Regions from separate parts of the Sus scrofa genome. Here region 2 is linked to region 1. The links are chromatin contacts, called in public promoter capture Hi-C maps. All regions are on one chromosome and are shown on one strand. The core of a region is the stretch at or near the end of the contact, and the rest is flanking DNA. Distances in the headings are between cores, read along the strand shown.

Region 1 (4,734 bases), core at 1,033-3,532:
ATTTACCAGAGTTGGTCAACTAATAGGGTCACTCACCAGCTACGACTGCCATGTGAGGTCCAATTAAAAGAAAAGGGGAGATTCATAGACGTCAACACTCAAATTTCATTTCTTCATGTAAACTCTATCATTCCATGCCCCAACTTCCTGAATAAGCAGTTATTTAAAGTGTCCAAGCCTTTGCTTCTGCCATTCCATCTGAGGATTTCCTTCTTCTACTCACTTGTATTCTGGTGAACTACAACTCAATTTTCAAGAAGTAATTTACTATGCTTCTACAGTTCTCTCTGGTATTTGAACTTAAGTTTTATTTAAAAATTCTGGCTGGTATATTCCTCCAAATCTCTTAGTTTGAGTGCCTGAGGTACTCTTTCCACCCAAATCAAACTCTTCACCACCCAATCTTACCCTACAATACTCAATGGTGGCCAGCTAGTCCTTCATATGGGATATTTCCACTTCACATCTGAGAAATAATGTTAATGTTATAGTATCATTATAGTGTTATTAACGATTTAGATGATAAAAACTGTGCACTTAATATATCCTAGATATCATGCTAAGTGTTTTATTTGCATCATCTCATTTAATTGCCATGTCGACCCCATCAGGGTTATTGTGCTATTATACCCATTTGACAAATGAGCAAACTGAGGCACAGAGAAGCTAAATAACTTGTCCAAGGTCAAAAACCTAGAAAGAGAGCTAAAATATGAGCTCAGACTGAATCCTGAGGCTGAGTTCTTAACCACTGGTCTATAATACCTATACTCTGTGCAGTGGTCCTAAAAACAAACAAAAAACAGCAAATAAGGCCCTTCGAATTTGTCCCTTTCAGCTCCACTTCCATTTCCCCATATACAACATATTCCATTCAAACCAACCTTTTTAAAGTTTTTAACAAAGCATGTTCTAGTCCCTTCAACGTTGCAGATACTGTTTAATTTTCCTACAGTTCTTTATTGAGTACATTCATATTAATACTTCAAGTTTCAGCTAAATAGCACCTTCCTTGACCACAGTAAATTATAACCCTGTAACAACAGTTAATGTTTGTTTAGCACTGTCAGAAATTACTCTAAATCCTTTACATATTTTAACAATCATTTAATCATTCCAACAATCCTGTGAGGAAACCGAGGCAAAAGAATTGGCAATTGCTGTCACTTCATTGTATTTATGGAATTTATGTATTTCCCTCCTCATATTCTTGGAGGGTAGAACAGCCCTCATCTTTGTAGTTGCTATGCTTGTATAGCTTCTGGCATATAATAAAAACAGGAGGCGCTCAATAAACATCTTTTGAACAAATGGCCACAGCTTTCCCTTAGGTTCTAACTGCAGACTTGGACACTCTTCCTGGCCATCAACCCTCTAATTTCCCCAGAGCACGCGAGAAGCATAACAAACAAGCGTGTAGTGGAGTCCTACTTAAGGCTAAGGAACCTTTAAGTATTTACCAAACGTTTTGCAGAAGTATATATCCATCCTCATATATACCACCAAGCTCTTTCTGCAGCTAATTTCTTAAAGTTTTTACAAATTTCCATGCATCCATCAGGCATGTAGAAAACATTACTCAACGATGACGACATTAAACATTACATATAAGAATTCTCAAAAAAGGAATGTGGAGCTTACTTTGATCTCGCAGAAACTTGATTTCAGTGGCCATGTAGATACAATTTTAGCTTGGAGCTTTCACCACTTTTACTTTTCTCAAAAAGACACAAAGCAGGCTGTACGGGGAAAACAAAACCAAAGCAATGCCTCCGAGGTTGTCTAGCACTCGAGTGCTGTAATCCGAATCCTACTCACGCGGCATCAACAGCCCCGCCGCGCCTTCCTTCTTCAGACTCTCAGGCGAGTCCCTCGCTCAAATGAGGCACTAAAGATTTCAGGTTTGCTGGAGACCCGCTAAATTAGTTCCCTTCCACGTTCACCCGAATCCCAGCCAGTGGGGAACAGGGACGCGTGTGAATACAGGCGTCCGCGGGTCACTCCAGGTCGTGTCGGGCCACTCAGGAGAGCGCCGAGGTAGCCAGCGGGCAGCCGTGTGGCGGCGTCCTCGGTGGAGCCAGGAGCTACTCCAAAGCGTCCAGGAATCCCGGGACCAGTATCGGAAATCGACTGGGCCCGCCCAGCGACTTTGAAACCGGTGCCCCAGACCGCTCCTTGGAGACGGTGACGCCGCCTGCGTCTTTACGCGTGCGTCAGCGCTTACGTCACCACGCTTCCTGGAGTTCTCTCACGCTATTGGCTATCAGTCAAGCGATGGGCGGAGCTGTAGGAACCTGGATGACAGCGGGCTGAGCCACCTGTGAAGCGGCGAGCGCGCTGTGGGGCCTGTGTTCTTTTTTAAAAGAACGCCCGCCCCTCCCAAATTTAAACGTAGGTAGGGAATTAAATATATAGTTTAAGTACCACAGTATTTTTGTTACTGGGAGAACCCGCTGGCCAAAGGGGTGGTGAAAAACGCTTAGTTTCTGCGTCTGGGGGCGGAACCCAGACTTCAGAGTCTGCTTCCAAACCTGTCCTTCTGGAGGATTTATGAGTATGAATTTGTTATCTTCAGAAGCTAGGTACGTGGGTGTTTGGAGAACTGACACAGCTGTTGTTTAAATAGTTAACCGTGAGCAATAAGGGAGGTAGGTAGAAGTACTACAAAGATCCTGCAAATTCAGCAGTTATTTCTTTAGCGATAACTTTGCTTCCTCAAAAAAAGAAACAAAAGTTACGTTCTTTGCAAGAAAAAAATTAGGTAAAACTTTACATTTGTAAATGGATTACAATCCCCATTTTTAAAAATTGATTTTGTCTAGATGTGTCTAGATTTAGATGTCTTTTTTTTTTAACAGCATTAGAGGAAATTTCAATGCCAGCAATAAAAATGTTAACTTGAGGCCAGCCACCAGTTAGTGCTTTTTAATCAAATATGTGTGTTTATGGGTTAAGTTTATGAGCAGACCATAGATACAGCTCGATTTAGCTTTCTCTTTAACAGATTAAGAAGCTTTTGTTGTCTTGTACTCGTTATGCTCTATAAACAAAGTAATGCTGGCAGAATGTATTAAGACGTTTTTCAAATGCATCCAGTGGTATCCACTTAGGTATTTGAAGTCCTGTTACAGGTTTTCTCTATACTCGCTATTAAGGGAATGAGATGGTCCCTTCCTCTAAAGACTGGTTGTAAACAGGGAGGTTTATCTAATAACTATAGAAAGTTTAATTTAGCATTGAATAAAGATTGTACTTGATTTCGTTTTCAGTTGCTATGAATTAACACAAAAACTTGTTGGAAGGAGAAACTGAGAGTGCTAGCTGCAGCTCTTTTTTGCAGGTCAGTGTGTGTATCTTTCCATGAATCTCTCACTTCTCAAGGTCTTACTTGTATCTTCCCCTACAATTGAAACATATACTATCATAGGGTGATTTAGCTTGGCACCAAGCAATAGTCATACACTTAACTCTACATTTACACTACAAGTTGATATTAGTTTGGGTGAGAGCAAGCAGTACTTTCTGGGTATAAATGATGAGGTGGTCTCTGCAGTGAATAATTGAATATCTGAAATTGGAATTTTACCTTTGTACTTGAATTATTTGGCCTGTAGGGTCAAGGTCAATACAAACTGTAGTTTTAGGGGTTTGTGGTGTGTTTTTTTTGTTTGATTGTTTGGGGGGGATTGTTACAAGATTTTTACTGGTTGAATTTTAATGAAGTGTTTTCAAAATAGTTTTCAACTTTTGGAAACAAGTGCTATGATTCCAGTTATCTTTAAAGTATACCGCTAGTCTTTTTCCTTTTAAAGCTTCCCTTGGGTTTTCTACCTAATTACCCCAAGGTGTCTTCTTCCTGCAGCTTCTATCTTACTGTTTGGCAGTTTGACTCCAGACTCTATCTTAGTACCTAGAACACACTGAGCACACAATTAGTATCTGCTAAAGGAATTAAAGAATTTGGTGAACGGGAGTTCCCATTGTGGCTCAGTGGGATAAGAATCCAACTAGTATCCATGAGGATGCAGGTTTGATCCCTGGCCTTGCTCAGTGGGTTGAGGATCTGGCATTGCTGTGGCTGTGGTGTAGGCCAGTAGCTGCCTGATTCGACCCCTAGCCGGGGAACTTCCATATGCTGAGGGTGTGGCCCTAAAAAGAACAACAACAAAAAAAGAATTTGGTGAATGTGCATGGAAAGTATCTATTACTGTAATTGAGTACAGGAAATGAGAAAAGGAGAGAAAAGTACTTTGTGTTTAAACATTCTCTAGTCACTAATATGTGTTTTTATATTAAATGTATTTCTGCAATAAGGAAAGCCCTTGAAAATTATTAATAGATTTCATTAATATTACTTTATACAATAAATTGACATTGAGCATTGAGTATGTAGAGAAAGCATCATGAAGAATACAAAGTTGGAAATTTAAGGTAGGATCAACACTTTAACATTGTCTGATATTATTAAATGCCATAAAAAGTGATTTTTAAAAAACTCACTAATTATATTTGATTAGCCAAGAGAAGAATGGCTTAGAAATTCAATCTCTTTTTAAACTTGTCTTTTTATTATAATTATTGTAGTAAAAAACATAGAGTATGAAATATACCCTTAATTTTCAAAGTATAGAGTACAGTGTCATTAACTATATGCATACCATTGTACAGTAGATCTCTAGAACTGTTTCACCTTGCATGACTGAAACTCTATACCTAGGGAACAATAATGCCCCA
Region 2 (4,734 bases), core at 645-3,144, 1.1 Mb before region 1:
AACCACTGCGCCACGACGGGAACTCCCAGACTCAAAGATTTCTAAGCCAAAATTACGATTACCTAAAGGGGAAATGTGGGGGGAGGGATAAATTGGGAAGTTGGGAGTGGCATATATACACTACTACACACAAAATCAGTAAGTAACATGGACTGACCATATAGTACAGGGAAATCTACCCAATACTCTGTGATAGCCTATATGGGAAAAGAATCTGAAAAAGAATGAATATAGGTAATGTACAAATGATCCACTTTGCTGTACACCTGAAACTAACACAACATTGTAGGACAACTCTACTCCAATAAAATTTTTAGAAACGTAGCATTCTGGTGAATGACGATGATACTTGGGGAAGCTATGCATGTTTAGGTGGCAGGAGTATATGGGAACTCTCCATATCTTCCACTTAATTTTGCTGTAAATTTTAAACTGCCCTAGAAATACTGTCTTAAAAAGTCGATATAATACCTGATATTAACAATAAAGCGTAGATACCACCACCACTACCCCCAAACCCCACAATATCAGCAAACTATAGGAACTTTTGAAAATGTAATGGCAAAAACAAGTATAAATGGAAGACTGGACACTGGAACCAAGTACTCAAGCATTATAACATTTAAAGAAGTATTTCCAGAAACGAAGGGAAAAGTTGATTTTTCTCTGAACAGGGTTTTTACACAGCTTGAAGGTAGACAAACTTAATATACCCATTAATGTAAAGAAAAGAGCTTTCCCTTTAGAAAGTTTTTGAAGTAGTTCTCTGCTACATATCCTTGTTGAATACAACAATCTTATCATCTGATAAAGTGTATCGTACCAAATTTAAAGGTCTTTTTTGACCAGTCTATTAACACGTGTGTGAGATCTCTTAAATGTGAGTTATTATCCAAATGACATATATTTACTATTTACCAAAATACAGTTTATTTTCTATTTACTTATTTATTTATTGTCTTTTGTCATTTCAGGGCCGCACCCTGGGCACACAGAGGTGCCTAGGCTAGGAACAGCTGCTGGCCTATACTACAGCCACAGAAACTTGGGATCCGAGCCATATCTGCGACCTACGCCACAGGTGACCACGATGCCAAATCCTTAACCCACTGAGTGAGGCCAGGGATCCAACCCGCAAGCTCATGGTTCCTAGTCAAGAGTCGTATCCGCTAAGCCACGAGGGGAACTCCCAGTTTATTTTCTTTAAGCACCTTACACATTTTTTACAGTTATGAAAAACTGGAGTAAGCATTGGGGAGTAATGGAATGCTTACATCAGGTAATTTTTTTCCCTTGTGCTGTTCCACCAAGTTTAAACATTTGAAATTTAATTATCGTTGTAAACCCTTTACAGAACTGGAATAAGTAGCTTTTCAGACAGTGAGGTAAATAACTGACCGGTTGTAAATGCCTCATATTTCAGGCTGCCTTTTTTACTGTCTCGCGCAGGTCTTCCACAACTTAGAATGCCAACTCTTGCTTCCAAGCTGTAAGGTGCAGAAGCACTTCCGGTCTTCGGTCCAGAGACTAGCCGGGAAGGAGCCTAACACGCATGCGCGCCCCGGCGCAGCCTCTCCGCAACTACCCGTCTCGTTACGTCACCTCCAACCTCCCTTGACGGCAACCGGCGGGAGTTTTTCAAAATGGGAGCGCGAAGGCGCCACCCAGTCCTCGGAAGGTGCCTGGGAGACCTTTCCGTGGCTGTACTGTCGTCGCCAGGAGCGGCGGCCTAGAGAGCCGAGCCTGATGGGCGCCAAGACCCGCTGGCTGCTTGGAGCGCTGCCTCGAAAAGACTTCGTGAAGGGAGCTAATCCGGGAAGCACGGGCCGGGACCTAGAAATATGGCGACGTGCATCGGGGAGAAGATCGAGGTGAAAAGACTCGGCACTGCTCAGTAGGGCGAGTGGGAGTCGGAGTGTTGGGACTCGAGACCCTGGCTGGAAGGGGATCGGGCGAAGCTAACTGCCGCGGGGCGGGCGCCGAGGTGCTTTGGGAGGGTCCCAACCGCCGGGAGCCCGGCTGTTTTAAGGGCGGAGCGGCCCGCCCCTCACAGACGCGGGGGCGGTGAGACAGGTGTGTTGCTCGCAGCTCCGCCCTTCTGTTCCTAGACTCCAAGGCTTCTGGTCTGCGATCCCGCTCCAGCTGCCGCGCTTAGAGCAGAGCAAGACTGTCTCCCCTTTTTTCAAGGGGATGGCGGTTACCTCCGGCGGGAGCTGCGGCGGGATTCTCTTCAGGCGCTCAGCTCTCAGGGGGTTGGCTGGAGGTGGGAGGAGGGTGCTGAGGCTACACTGAAGTTGCGGAGCCAGACTTAGGATATTCTATCTAGAGCCCAGCCTGGAAGCTCAGCGAGACCTGCAAGGCATCAACATGCTTTCCACCCCAGACACCTGCTGTATTGAGGTGTAATATCTGCTTGAATTTTGAATGCAAATTCCCCTCTTGATCCATTTTCTCTTCTTTTCCAGCCCCTTCCTATTTTTTCCCTTTCTCCTTCTGAAAGTTGTCACACACATTCTTTAATTTTGACTTTTAAGGATTTTAAAGTTGGAAATCTGCTTGGTAAAGGATCATTTGCTGGTGTCTACAGAGCTGAGTCCATTCACACTGGTTTGGAAGTTGCAATCAAAATGGTAAGAATTTTGTAATCAACTTCTTTGCAGGTAACAAGAGATATTTGCTATTTGAAATGTCAGAAACTCCTTACCTGCCAGCCTTTTCTTTATGGTATAAAAATCCCACTGCTTAGGCAGGAGACAGTAGTTCCAAGTCCACCATTTGAACATAAGGTTATCGTAGGAGATCCTTGACCATACTTAAATAACATCTTCAGTACTGTTCATTATACCTGGTATCTAATTATGTGTACTTGGAATAATCGGTAGCGATCAAAGAACAAAAAATAACTTTAAAATAATAAGAATACACTTGTGCATAGTTCTATATTACACTGTAGCAAGCTAAAATACTGTTCTTTTTATCAGAAGTCAGTCTAGGGAGTTCCTGTCGTGGCTCAGTGGTTAACGAATCTGACTAGGAACCATGAGGTTTCGGGTTCGATCCCTGGCCTCACTCAGTGGGTTATGGATCCGGCATTACTGTGAGCTGTGGTGTAGGTTGCAGACGAGGCTCTGATCTCGTGTAGCTGTGGCTGTGGCATAGACTGGTGGCTACAGCTCCAATTGGACCCTTAGCCTGGGATCCTATATATGCCACGGGTGCAGCCCTAGAAAAGACAAAAAGACAAAAAAAAAAAAAAAAAGTCAGTCAGTAGGAGTAACATAAGCAAATTAAGAAACACTTATCTATACTAGTAGGAAAAAGGAAGGATAGTTTTGTTTTAAAGCTTGCTAAATTTTTATTATTATACATAATGATATTTGAGCTATTAAATTTTTTGTTTATTTTATTTCACTTGCTTTTTAGGGCCACACCTGTGGCATATGGAAATTACCAGGCTAGGGGCTGAATCATAATTACAGCTGCTGGCCTAAACCACAGCCACAGCAACACCAGGTCCTTAACCCACTGAGCTAGGCCAGGGATCAAACCTGCATCCTCATGGATACTAATCAGTTTTGTTACTGCTGAGCCACGATGGAAACTCCTAAATTCTTTAAATTGGTGGAATGTATTAGAATGCATTGGGCAAACTTATGTCCACTTTATCAAGCACTTTACTAGATGCATGGGGAAAAATAGACAATAGAATAAATTGATCTCAAAAAGAAATAGATAAAAAGATTTAGGAATATTTTAAAGTATATTTTCTCTTTTCAAAGTTCACGTAAGAGGAATTCCCATTGTGGCTCAGCAGTAACAAACCCAACTAGTATCCATAAGGTTGAAAGTTTGATCCCTGTCCTTGCTCAGTGGGTTAAGGATCCAGCATTGCTGTGAACTGTGGTGTAGGCTGCAGATACAACTCAGATCCTGCATTGCTCTGGCTGTGGTATAGGCGGTCAGCTATACCTCCACTTTGACCCCTAGAGTGGGAACTTCCATATGCTGCAGGTGTGGCCCTAAAAAAAAAAAAAAAAAAAAAGACACCCCCCAAAAAAAATAAAAACAAAGTTAGCATAACAGCTTCACTTTCCAAAGTTTATCATCAACATTTAAACCTCTTATGTTATTTTTAGATAGATAAGAAAGCCATGTACAAAGCTGGAATGGTACAGAGAGTCCAAAATGAGGTGAAAATTCATTGCCAATTGAAACATCCTTCTATCTTGGAGGTAAGATACAAATTTTATAAAAGTGTCCAAGGACATGAATTTTTCTATTTTATAATTTATTTTTCCCTTTTACATTTCAGCTGTATAACTACTTTGAAGATAGCAATTACGTGTACCTAGTATTAGAAATGTGCCATAATGGAGAAATGAATAGGTATCTAAAAAACAGAAGAAAACCATTCTCAGAAAATGAAGGTAGGCTCTGCTGCTTTGCTGTTTTTTTTTTTTTTTCTTTCTTTCTTTTTCTTTTTTTTTTAAAACAAAATTTAAATTTTTTTGAGGTACCTGCTGTGGCACCATGGGATCATGGGTGTTTCTGGAGCACTGGGATGCAGGTTCACTCCTTAGCCCAGGACAGTTGGTTAAAGATCTGGTGTTGGCACAGCTGCAGTGTAGGCTGCAGCTGCGGCTTGGATCTCATCCCTGGTCTGGGAACTCCCTATGCCACAGGGCGGCCAAAAATCAAACGGGAAATTTTTAAAAATATATATATATATAATTT

Evidence for each region. Promoter capture Hi-C pulls out the DNA fragments that hold promoters and counts their contacts.
Region 2: a contact with region 1 is called in a promoter capture Hi-C map of fetal liver, with 2.9 times the contacts expected there. The contact joins the promoter of PLK4 here to the promoter of C8H4orf33 in region 1. A contact is called at or near these places in 1 of 5 promoter capture datasets (fetal liver) and 1 of 2 datasets of contacts at active chromatin or transcription factors (alveolar macrophages).

The regions. Positions count from the first base shown.
Region 1 is chr8:95,946,929-95,951,662 of Sscrofa11.1, reverse strand. It overlaps C8H4orf33 (UPF0462 protein C4orf33 homolog), which reads left to right and starts at 2,282. Exons shown (of 13, transcript XR_002346802.1): 1 at 2,282-2,391. It overlaps SCLT1 (sodium channel and clathrin linker 1), which reads right to left and starts at 2,203. Exons shown (of 20, transcript XM_021100694.1): 1 at 1,642-2,203. The coding sequence starts at 1,675.
Region 2 is chr8:97,010,177-97,014,910 of Sscrofa11.1, reverse strand. It overlaps PLK4 (serine/threonine-protein kinase PLK4), which reads left to right and starts at 1,894. Exons shown (of 16, transcript XM_021101607.1): 1 at 1,894-2,400; 2 at 2,535-2,630; 3 at 4,137-4,232; 4 at 4,313-4,427. The coding sequence starts at 2,368. It overlaps LOC102167943 (a long non-coding RNA gene), which reads right to left and starts at 1,551. Exons shown (of 5, transcript XR_001298442.2): 1 at 1,399-1,551.